Regions from separate parts of the Astyanax mexicanus genome. Here region 2 is linked to region 1. A link is a contact called in public Hi-C data. All regions are on one chromosome and are shown on one strand. Each heading gives the region's core, a stretch centred on a gene start, on an enhancer-like site or on the middle of the called end of the contact. The rest is flanking DNA. Distances are from core to core; before and after follow the strand shown. Region 1 holds the start of leo1 (LEO1 homolog, Paf1/RNA polymerase II complex component). Region 2 overlaps tmod2 (tropomodulin 2).

What was found. A called contact is a pair of places that touch in the nucleus more often than the background predicts.
Region 2: a Hi-C map of muscle shows a contact between it and region 1, with 6 times the contacts expected there. The contact joins the enhancer-like site here to the promoter of leo1 in region 1. A contact is called at or near these places in 2 of 3 Hi-C or Micro-C datasets (both in muscle).

What each region holds. Positions count from the first base shown.
Region 1 is chr9:42,195,177-42,201,465 of AstMex3_surface, forward strand. leo1 (LEO1 homolog, Paf1/RNA polymerase II complex component) reads right to left here and starts at 3,235. Exons shown (of 12, transcript XM_049483391.1): 1 at 3,131-3,235; 2 at 1-246. The coding sequence starts at 3,188. All of the region lies in intron 1 of LOC125804550 (a long non-coding RNA gene), which reads left to right.
Region 2 is chr9:42,259,776-42,265,955 of AstMex3_surface, forward strand. tmod2 (tropomodulin 2) reads left to right here. Exons shown (of 10, transcript XM_022679847.2): 10 at 2,749-6,180. The coding sequence ends at 2,780. The region is part of intron 1 of LOC125804550 (a long non-coding RNA gene); the gene reads left to right. Among protein-coding and RNA genes, the nearest start is that of lysmd2, 20 kb to the right of the region's middle. Within about 2 kb of position 4,911, the one cell type or tissue checked has an H3K27ac peak away from gene starts, as active enhancers do.

The DNA.
Region 1 (6,289 bases), core at 1,985-4,484:
TGGCGTCCGATTGGTTGCCCGAGTGCTCAGACTGGTTGTCGTTGTCGCTGCCGCTGTGCTGACTGCCACGTTCATCCTCACTGTCATCCCCAAAGAGCTCTTTATTGCTGGGCTTTCCACCATCATGCCCTTCTTCATCTTCATCATCATCCCGTTCCCTCTCACTCTCGCTTCCAGAGCCGTTGCTGGCAGACCTGGGTCTCTCCTGCTCCGAGTCAGAACCAGAACCGGAACCGGAACCAGATTCTGCACAACAAGATTGTAATATATCAGGCAACTACTAACATTTGGCCATTGCTCCTAAATCACTAAACTTAAACTGGCAGTAAAAGTTTTGACTGACCTCTTTTCATTCTATGTGTTTTCTTTCTTCCATTGTAAATTATATAATATTATAATAATATAATATTAAAGACCGGAACAGGAACACATGCTGAATTATTTTGTAAAAGATAAATTTTTGTTTTAGCTTTTGCAGTATGTTTTATATTTTAGATTCTTCTAAGCAGCGCATTTATCTTTTAGGACAGATCTGCACACTCCTGGTATTTTAATCTCATTGTATTAATGAGGGCCTTTCTTCTTAATTTACAATGTAGATAATAAATGAAAAAAATACATGGAAATAATGCACCCCTAGGAACTCCTTCAAGATGCTGAGAAAACTATTCCAGGTGACTCTCCCTCATGAAGACACTGAGATTAAAATACCGAGAGTGGGCAGATCTGTCCTCAAAGATTAATGTACTACCTAGAAGAATCTAAAGTATAAAACATATTCTGGTTTGTTCAAAACTTTTTGTTTAAAAATATAACTGTGCGAATGTGTGTGTTCCTGTAGAGCTTTAATATAGTCTTTAATATTAGATTTACAATGTAAAAAAATTATAAAAAGAAAGAAAACACGTTGAATAAGAAAAGGTGAGTCAAAACTCCTAATAACACTTTTAAATAGGAATGCACTAATGTAGGATATTACCGATAATTGATATATAGATATTTGCAATAATAACTTTCAGGGAGACTAGACACCCTACATACTAACTGTACAAATAATAAAAATTAATAAAAAATTAAAACACCATTCCAATGCTAAACATACATTTTATAAAATTAGGTCTGACCTGATTTACAGAACAAAACATAAAAATACAACAGGTTACAAAATTATTGTTGTACTATTACATCCTGATTTTAACCATAAAAATGTACAGTCATGTTCTCACTGAGGGCGTGCCATATCGTATTATACATGATAATATCACCAATATTTTTGACAATAAAAAAAAATCCATTTTATGATACACTTGAAAGTATTTTTTTCTGTATTTGTTTTGGTAGTAACTGCTCGTTTTAACTGTTAGCTAACTGTGTTGATTTTAGTTGTTACATAACTTTATTTTTATTTTTACATTTTCTAGTCTGTTAAACTGATTATATATATATAGTCTTGGTCAGCTGGTGTTAAAGTGTTTTTTTGTTTCTTTCTACTGAAGGTTTGAAAACGTTAGATTAATACTAAACAAAGCATATCGTCGCTGTCCTATGAAAAACACTTATCTCCATTTTTGTCGATTTTTAGTTTATTACATAATTTGAACAGACAAATTGTCCCTTACACTGTTGCAAAATTTCTTGATGAACGGACCAATAGAAACTCTTCAAAATGACCTGAAACAAACTCTTTTTACATCGACTTCCATTGAAAATTTACAAGGTTTTTTCTCTCTCCTGTAAAGTTGGTGTTTTGGAGATAAGTGTTTTTCATTGGACAGCGACGATATTAATATTTTTGGTGCAGTAGTATACACTTATAATAATAAAAAAAAACAATGTTGTTTTATATTGCCTAGAGAAAAAAAAATCCTGAAATAGTGTGATTATTTTAGGGCCATATTACCCATTCTTATTATTATATTCTTGAAAGCAGTCTTTTCTGTATTTGTTTTGGTTTTGATTGGTTGTTTTCTGCTTATTTAGGTAGTTTTGTGGTCATTGTAGTTGTTGCTACATTTTCTAATCTGTTATTTTGTATAACAAAGTCTTGTTAAGTTACTTTTCACAAAACATACAAATGTGTATAATTTTTTTTTAGATTATGCTGATTAATTGAAACTTTGCTTTATACTAAATAAGAGGTATTAATATTTGTGCTGCAATAGTATATACTTATAGTAAAAAAACAATCAATGTGTCATATCGATAAGAATATCGATATCACAAATACCCTATTATATTCTAGAAGGCAGTCTTTTCTGAATTTGTTTTACTTTTAATTGTTTGTTTTCTGTTTATTTAGGTAGTTCTGTAGTTATTTTAGTTGTAGTTACATTTTTTTATACTGTGTTAAATTAATTTTGTATAAAAAATTAAAGAGTCTTATTAGTTACAGCTTACAAAACAGACAAACATTTATTGTTTTTTATGTATTCATACTGATTTATTGAAACTTAGATTTATAATAAATAAAGCATATTAATATTTTTGTTGCTTTAGCATGTACTTATAATAAAAAAACAGGCATTGTGTCATATTGACAAGAACATATTTATCATATAAAAACACCATGAAGTTTTGTGATATTATTTAAGGGCCATATCACCCACCCATAGTGCCCAAAATATGAAAAAAAAAACCATGAATGAGCTTCTGACTGAATTAATCTGATTCAATTGTAAAATTTGATTCAATAATCAGAAACAGGTCTGGGTTATTTAGCTTAGGTCTCTATGGCGTATAGACTAATAAAGGAATGAATTAGTTTTTAAAAGCTCTGATTTTCTTTCTCTTAGTTCTCTGTGGGTTAAAACGCTATTATTATATATTGTATCTCCTTCTGAAACACACGCTTCACTAAATAATCAGTAAATTAGTTAAAAAGTTAAACAGCTGATTAAGCAGGATCAGTGGTATTTATAGAGTTTTATTATTGTTAATAATAAAGCGTGGTGGTGCACACCGGGGCCCGGGCTGACCCCGCTGCTGCTGCGGCTCGGCTACAGCCGGTCTGTTCTCTCTCTAAAACTCTCCCTAAAATCGTCTGACCCTTTAACCCTGTAACCCGCACACAGCCCCGTTTATTACACAGATAATTCCAGTGTAAGCCGGAGGATAAAGCGGAGTAAATCACCTCTCTGCTCCGCCTCGCTATCCCCATCACTGCCGAACAGCTCATCCATGTCCGCCATTTCTCCTCACAGTAAATAACCGACAAACAGCATCCGGGTAACTCACTTTACAAAATAAAAGTCCTCAGCGAAAGCGCGCTCACATAATGCGCTGCTGTTATTTCTCCACCCGGTGGCGCAATACACCCACTGTTCACGTTCACATTCACTAAACCTGAAATCAAATAGAGGGGAAAATGCAATGAATATTTTAATTTTAATTTAACAGTTTTAAATTTCAATTTCACAATGTACAAATTGCATAATCTTATTTCTATATTCGTCATGTCATAAAAACACATTAACAAGTGATCACATTTCACATTTCAATGTCTTTGCTATGATTTAAAATGTTATCCATTTTTTCCCAGTTTCATATTACATTTCTTAAGCATCAGTTGTCTTCTATGGTTTGTACGTTTTATTGCCAAAAAAAATCTAGCAGGTTGTTTTCTCAAATTTCATATAAACATATTAACATAATTTACAATTTGCTTTACAATGTTTTTAATAATTTTTCTGTCACATACTGTATACAATTTACACAAATCAACACATTCTCACAGTTTAAAGGCCTTTTCTTAACTGAATTAACATTGAGAACCGTATTCAGATTGCTTAGCCTGTCATAAATAGGGTTGCCCCCTGTCCCATAAAACACAGAATCGTCTCTTGTTCAGCAATAAAATGTTGTTTGTTCTGAATTTCCATAAATGTCCAATAAACACACACACACACACACACACACACACACACACACACTCACAGACATACATTTTTTAGTATGTGTCAATTGTGGTTTGTGATTTTGAGTTTTTAAAATCTAATGAATGCACTTAATATTCAGTAGTATTAGCCAATATAAATATCTTCCATATGGCCAAATACAAAGAACAAATCATACTTATGGATTAATTGGAAAAATAATTAAATTAATAGATACATACTACCTCATGAAGACACTGGTATTAAAATACCAAGAGTGTGCAGATCTGTTTTCAAAGATACATTTGCTACTAAGAAGAATCTAAAGTATAAAACACATTCTGATTTGTTGAACACTTTTTGTTTACAGAATAATTCATCATGTGTTTCTGTACAGCTTTAATATAGTCTTCAAGCGTAAATGTAAAATGTAAAAATCATACAAATACAAGAATACACATTAAATGAGTGTTAAGTGATGTGACCAAACTTTTGACTGGTACTGTATACTTAGCATAGTCTAGCTTAAAAAAAATGACCGATGGTAGAGAGTAGAGACCCACAAACACAGGCAACAGCTGTTCAGACTGTAAGACATATTGAACAGTGTGGAAGTGTGAAATTTGAGCAGAGCTTATTTGGTGTGTCAGTGTAAGTGTGTGTGTATGAAGAGTCAGTCTCAGTCTGCAGGTGGAGGCTCACACAGCGTTGTATCATCCGCCAGATGGAAGGGAATCAAACAGACTATAGTATCAGTGGGTGGAGCTCTAGCAGATGCTGGCAGTCTTTCTAAGGCAGTGGAAGCTGTAGATGTGCTTCAGGATTAGGAGGTGTTCCCTGATGTACCTGTAACGACTCTTGCAAATGCAGGAAGGTTTTATTTAACTCCATAAAGAAAAAGCACAAAGAAACAAACAACACTAAAGACTAGGAAACTAGGAAAAAGTGAAACTAACTAGTAGTGATGGCACATTGGAAAATTAATTTGGATGTTTTGCATCCAAATGTTTCATAATGAGAGTTGAACAATCTGATCTCTGATCTCAGAACTGTTTTTGTTATCAACACATGACACAACAACATTTCTACATTTTAAAAGAGATTTAAGAGAGATTTTTTTTGTGGAGAAAAATCACATACTTTGCATTGCTTTATTATTTATTTCTCATCATTTGTCAAACTTATTTGTCAGAATTATTTTGAACAGGTAAGGTGTTTGATTGCCATGCAGATGTCACTGTGGTCAATGATTCGAACGTTTCACAAGAACGAATCATTTGATCTGATTCGATTGGTTCATTTGATTCAATCTCCCAAAAGCCCCCCTTTTGTCATCACTAGTAGGAAGATTTTATTTGACTCCATAAAGAATAAGAACAAAGAAACAAACAGTGAGACTAACTAGACAAAGACTAGACTAATTATATATTTGCACATTAAACAAAACAAAAACTCGCTTTGCCTCTTGCTAACTCGCGCTGTCTCTCCCCTCTCTTTCTCTCAGTCCTGAGATTTTATCATTTAGTTAAAAAAGCTCTAGTCTGCCTGATCTAAACCTCACTAAACTGTTATTACTGCCAAACTCTCAAAAATACAGGGAACTAGCAGCATTAAAGAAAAGAATCATGATTATAATACAATTTTAAATGATTGACACCACTAATATAATCTACCTTTTCAATGTATCAATATAATGCTGATAATTTAAAAAAAGAACTCTAAAACTGAAATGCATGGAGCAATATGAGTGGGAAGAATATTATATTTGTAGTTTAATCATGAGCAATGATTTTTGTTCATAATAAACCGCCACAAATATGCTCGCTGTTTGTTCCAGAAACAGATCCAGAAAGAGGAGTCTCTCATGGTGACAGTATGAGAAAAAGATTACATAAATTAAATAAATATGTTGTGTGAGAATAATTATCGCTTTTTGTATTTTTTGATTACAATTAAGAAAAAGGTATTTAAAAAGTATCGTATCGGTATCGAACATTTTTAAATGATACCCAGCCCTACATGTAAGAACTTTGATGACAGGGTGGGGCTTGGGTGGAGAGACACGACAACAACAAAACAGAGCCATGTGCAGCACAGCAAATGGGAGGGAAACACATGGCTAGGAAAGGACTCCCATACTTGGCCAGTACGGACTTGGCAAGTTCAGCTTGAGGACAGGAGGATGTTTTCCTAAAATCCACAAGAACACAAGTACAGAAACGGCCACGGAAACAGACAAGCAATAAAACAAGATAGGAAAAGAAAGAACCAAGAAATGAGGAAACAAGACAAACATGGGCCAGTGTATAACAGCACCATGATGATCTTCTGAGTGCTTGAGATGAGATAATAAGATATTCAAAACTGTCATCTTAGCAAGAGGTGCTACTTTGATGATATGAAACATGTCATGTTTT
Region 2 (6,180 bases), core at 3,661-6,160, 66 kb after region 1:
TCGCTCTCTCACTCTTACTCTCTTATTATCTAGTTCTATAGCATTTCTATGTCTATCTTTAACTCTAGCTTAGACTCTCTGAATCTAGCTATTGTCTAGCACTCTCACTCTCTAGTTATCTAGCTCCTTCTTGCTCTGTGTAAGATCTCTCACACTCACTCACACACACACACACACACACGAATAAAGGAAGTCATTTAATTTGTTCTCTCACTCTGTTTAGATTACATTCAATTTTTTCTTTTTATTTTTCATTCTTTATCACTTTTTTGTCTTGTGGTATTTGGTGTCATTATTTTGTATGAATAATTTAATGTATCTCACTTTTTTCTTTCTCTCCCTGTGTTGATAGAACTGCAATTTTCTATTGTCCTCCCTCTCTCCACACGTTTAAAGCTGGAGTTCCTCTCCGTTCCTTTCCGTGCTTTCCCCATGCCATTGAGTGAAAGTGACCTGTGCTCGTGTGTGTGTGTGTGTGCTTGTGTGTGTGTGTGAGACATCACACTCTATGCAGACCAAGGTCATTTTTTTCCTCCTTACAGTGTGAGAGCATGAATCACTTTTTACTCTTGGGTTTTTAGCATGAGTGCTAACAGCTGTTCAGTCATTCACAGATCTACAGTATCAATCCATAATCTGAACTATTTAACACATCTGAACTGCTGACTATAATCAGTGGTACTGTATTTTTTGCACTATAAGGCGCACTTTTATTCTTTAATTTTCCCAAAAATTGTCAGTGCGCATTTTAATCTGCTGCACCTTATGTATGAATTCTACCAGTCAGGTTGTAAGAAGCAGGAAAGTCACTCTGCTGAAGTACAGAGTTATACAGGAGTTTCAGTTTAGTTCTGCAGCAGTATTAGCATTACCCGCTAAGCGGATGAGTGTTATTAGCCTGTATTCTGCTGCTTACTCCAGCTAGCACTGCTGGAGCAGCATTAGCATTACCTGCTAAGCTCTAGCCATTCGGTCGTTCAGAGGTGGTGAGTATTATCAGACTGTGAAAGGGTAACGCAATAGTTAATTTTACTGGTAACTAGTTACTTTTACAGTGGAGTAACTCCGTTTTTTGTAACTCAGTTACTGTTTTGGAGAAGTAACTAGTAACTATATCTAATTACTTTTTCAAAGTAACGTTCCCAACACTGGCGGCAACACCCCTGTCCCCTAAGAAGTGGCGCTTAAAATGTGCCTTATAATCTGGTGTATGAAAATAGACCAGTAAATAGATGTTCATTGATGGTGCACCTTGTAGTGTGAAAAATACAGTAATCAGTTCACAGTGGTAGTCTCTATAGACTACCACTGTGAACAGATTACTGTATTTTGGTACAATGGTAATCAGTACTGTGAATCTGTAAATCGTGACTGTCTTTGATTGTAGTATTACTGTAAAAATGGCAAATATCATTCATTTGGTAAATTTTATTTTTAATTTTATTCAGATTTTTTTTATTATCTCTGTTAAAGTAGTATAGAGTAATAAAGTTCACACACATTGATTCAGACAGTTAATGGTTCAGATTATGGGTTTAAATGCTGATGAGTTTTCAGCCACAGAGGTTTGCAGTGTGTTGCAGCACTGATATCCTTAACTTGCTTTTTCACTTCATAATCATCATTATTATTATTAGTATGTGTGGAGTGTTTATGATTCACTTGCTCATTGGACTGTGTGTGTGTGTGTGTGTTTTTTGTTTTATGTGTGTGTATAAATACCTGGTTAGTTATCAGATTCTGATTGCTGCCCTTATCTGGCCACACATGACCTCAGTGAAGAGCTCTGCCAAGAGTCAGTATTTGTCCAAATTTGGGGACACCCAGGTCATAATTGTGTCATAATGTTATATGGACCGTTTCTGACTCACAGCTCATTGAAACTCAACACATAACTACAGTTATTGGCAGCGGTGACTGTCAGCTAAGGTTAAGGTGGGTCTGTAGGCAGAGTGTCTTCATCTGAATCCTTTTGAGAGTCCAGTGCGGCAGAGTTCACCATGATAACAAGATCAGTGTTTGACTCTATCAGTGTCTGGGTCCATTAATCTCTTTAGGTGATCAGATCTCGTTAAACTGTGTATGTGCTCCCACAGCATGTGTGCTTTGGACCAGCGAGAGACAGACATAGGAACTGCTGTTAACCATGAAAAAATTCAGCCAAAAATTGTATTTACACCTAAAACCTAGACAACTGTTTAGTGTCTGAAGTTTGTTTCTTTAGTTTTGTGCTGAAGCTGTGATGTAAGTAAAAAAACACCTTTTTTGGTTAATTAGGACACCAGTGTCTTAAAATCTTTTGGCTTCATTAGTTTTACATCATTTTTTTAATGCTCCTGCTCCTTTATACCCCTCTAGGCCACACCTAGTATTAGGTCTTATAATCTGGTGTATGAAAATAGACCAGTAAATAGATGTTCATTGATTGTGCACCTTATAGTGTGAAAAATACGGTAAGCTTGCTTGTAGTATTACTGTAAAAATTGCAGGTATCATTCATTTGGTAAATTTTATTTTAAATTTTATTCAGATTTTTTTTATTATACCTGTTAAAGTAGTATAGAGCCAATAGGGTCCTGATTTTTTTGCTGCAAGAAAAAATCTAAAGAAGCAAGCCTCAGACAACAAACATCTGACATCTGAATAGATATGTTTTATTTTCTTGGCTGAACTATCACTTTAAATGAACTTGTTCACTGATCACTAACACTGTCTCTGTTTTCTTTTTTATCTCTCTCTCTTTTTCAGTGAGAAGAAGGCGCTTGGAGAGGGACGCATAGCGGATTCTCTCGCTCTTTCTCCTGCTCTCTCGCTCACTCTCTCCATCTCTGAAGATGAGTCTCGTGCCAAACTCCTGAGAGAGTGTGGCGTTTTACCCTGAATAAGGGACACAACTGGAAAAAGTCCACCATTTGGCTCTCAACCACCTTGTTTTGTTGTTATCTTATTGTCATCGTTGTTATTGTTGTCGTTATTGTTTTTATGGCTGTATATCTCCTTTTTTTGTGTTTAGTCAGTCATTAATTTCAGTTTTCTCGTCTTTTCAGCACACCTCTTTTTGGTATCTTGGTATTTTGGTGTTTTTTTTTGTTTTTTGTTTTTTTTCATTTAGTTTATTTAGTTTATTTGTTTTTTTTTATTTTGGGAAAAAAAAAGGCTGACTCTTAAGCTGAACTGAGGAGTCATGTACATTTCCAACACTCGTTCACCATTTATAACCTTTTAAACAGGAATAAAATGAAAGCCAGTCTAGCAACACTAGTGAAGAATGGAAGCCCAGCTGAGACTGAAGGGGAGAGAGAGAGAAAAAGAGAGAGAGAGCAGCTGAGAGGTTTTAAATGTTATCAGAGTGGGTTTGGCTGCTGAGGAACTGAAGTGATTGCTCCACATCCTGCAGGGACGGACACACCCACGGTGAAAGTGCATTTTTCCTCAACTAGGTTATTCTGTGATAGGAGTAGGAGTGTGCATGAATGTGTGAGTGTTGCGTTTGTTCAGCTGTTCTGTGAAGTGTGTGTGTGCTTGTGTGCTGACTGTGTGTACAACTTGGGTCTAGCACTGGAGCTAGGAGGCTAATGTAGCTAACATGTCTTTAGAAATTTAAACCCACCAATTAGAGAATAGCGAAACATCGAGCACTCATTTAAAGCTATAATAATAGATTTGCGTATGTGGTTTTTATGTGGCTCACTTTTATCTATAAACATGGTGTAGGTTGCACAAGATGGACTAGTATGAGAGGCACTATACATTGTGGGTCAGTTGACACTCTGACAGGGGATAATCCTAGTTGTGTAGACTATAATATATATATATATTTCAATTGAAGAATCTGCATTCTGAAATTCTCCTTAGTTTCCCTAGAGGCTGCATCATTTTATTTAAGGTGGAACGGAAAAATTAAATAAAATAAAAGCTAATTTCAGTTCCTTATAACTAGCATAAAGAAATCACTAATAGTATGTCTCTATAGCTAGCTAGCTAAAATGGTGCAACAGAGGCAGAGCAGATTCTGCATCATTTAAGGTGAAATGGAAAAATAATGTAAAATGAAAGCTGATAAAAGCTCATTTCAGCTCCTCAAAACAAGCATAAAGAAATCACTAATAATACATCTCGTTAGCTAGCTAAATTTCCCATTCCACCTTAAGTGTTGGAGCAGAGGCAGAGCAGATGCTGCATCATTTAAGGTGGAATGGAAAAATTAAATAAAATGAAAGCTAATTAAAGCTCATTTCAGCTTCTCAGAACAAGCATAAAGACATCACTAATAATACATCTCGTTAGCTAGCTAAGTTTCCCGTTCCACCTTAAATGGTGCAACAGCGGCAGAGAAGATGCTGCATCATTTAAGGTGGAATGAAAAAAATATATAAAATAAAAGGTAATAAAAGCTTGTTTCAACTACTCGGAACAAACATAAAGAAATCACAAATAGTATGTTTTGCTAGCTAGTAAAATTCCCCATTCCACCTTAAATGGTACAATAAATTGTCCAAATGCTTTGAGGGATAATTTTACTCCTTCACATTAGAAATGGGATTGGGCGTATATGTATGAAGCTTCAGCCAAACAGCTCTACTGCCCCTAACAGCAGGAAAGCCAAACGCCAGCTCAGTTAACTCCCAGTTAAACAATGGCTCAGTTAAAATGGTGTGTGAAGAAACACATTGTTGGCTTTGGGTTTGTGCCAGACAGCAATGAAGGAAAACGAGGCCATGTTGGATTCAGTTTTGCTTTTTAAATCGATCACCAGGAGTTCTCACTGGAGAAGAAAGAGGGTTTTGTTGCTTTTTTTAAGCTTTTGGACTTTTTATAGAGACAGTAGAGGTAGTCATGGCGACCACGGCGACTGGGCAGCTATGAGATGTCCAGTGCAGTCTTGCATGTGAGAGCGCACACGCGAACACACACTTGGTGATAAATCAGTGGTTTGATGTTTAATCAGATTTTAATTGCTAAATTCTGCATGCTTAACATCAATAAACAATGAATGGATAAAGGCAGCATATAGTCTGACCCGGTTCACATGTGTCTGGATGTTTTTAAAAACAAAAGCTTTTTTGAAGTATATTTCTGTCCACACAGCAAAGAAAAACACTTGAACTAGCATGGTAAATCTGTTTGGGGCGATAGTATGATAGGAATTAAAAGAGCATGATAAAGGAAGAACTCACAGAAGATTAATTACAAATCACACACTACGCCCTATGTAGTGTACTTTACAAGTCAAAAAATCATGGGTTCTAATTCAAAACAGGGGGCTTTGAGTAGTCCAGCAGTCTAAAGCGCTTCCACTATGATTGGGGGATCGCTGGTTCGAATCCCAGTCATGCAGCTTGCCATCAGTTGCCACAGCCCTAAAAGAGCACAATTGGTCTTGCTCTCTCTCTGGGTGGGTACAGTAGATTACGCTATTTCCCCTCATCACTCCAAAGGGTGATGTGGATCAGCACAAGGCTGCATCTGTGGGCTGATGTATCAGAACCAAGTTTGAGGGAGGCGTGTTCTAATCTTAATCTTCCTTCTGTTGTGGGAGAAAATGTGAAAGGTTAGAAAGAAGGAAAAAAAAAAGCAACTGAAAACGACCTTAGTTTTTACAAAAAGCTCCGATTTAAGTGACCAAAAACAGCATTTTCTTGTGGAGAGGAGACCAAAATCCAAACCTATTTTTTTTTAAACTATTATTTAATCCAGATACATGTGAACAGGCGCATTTGTGTTCAGCTGTGCAGTCCTTACTTGTTAGCTACATTAGCCTCAGGACTCAACCGAAGTGGAACTGTGGAAGCTGGTATTTCAGTGAACTATCGCTTCAGACTTGTAAAGAAAAAGATTGACCAATTGATTCTTCCTTTCAGAGCACTTTTTTGGTTGGTGGTGCATTAACTATGGGAAAGCTACAGTCTGCAAAAGATTTGGCACCCTGGTTTAATAGCATGTGGCGTTTTTTTCTTTTGTTTGTTGTTTTTGAGTGTATAAATTCACTAAAAGGAATACACTTTTGCAGAGGACACTATATGGACAAATGTATGGGGACACACCCAATCATCATTTCATTTGAGTGTGTGATTCAGTCCCGTTAGCACTGGTTTACACACAGTTATAGTGAAAGAATGGGGGATTGTAAAGAGCTCACTGAGCTCCAGAGTGGTGGTGGTGATTATAATTGATAAGTAG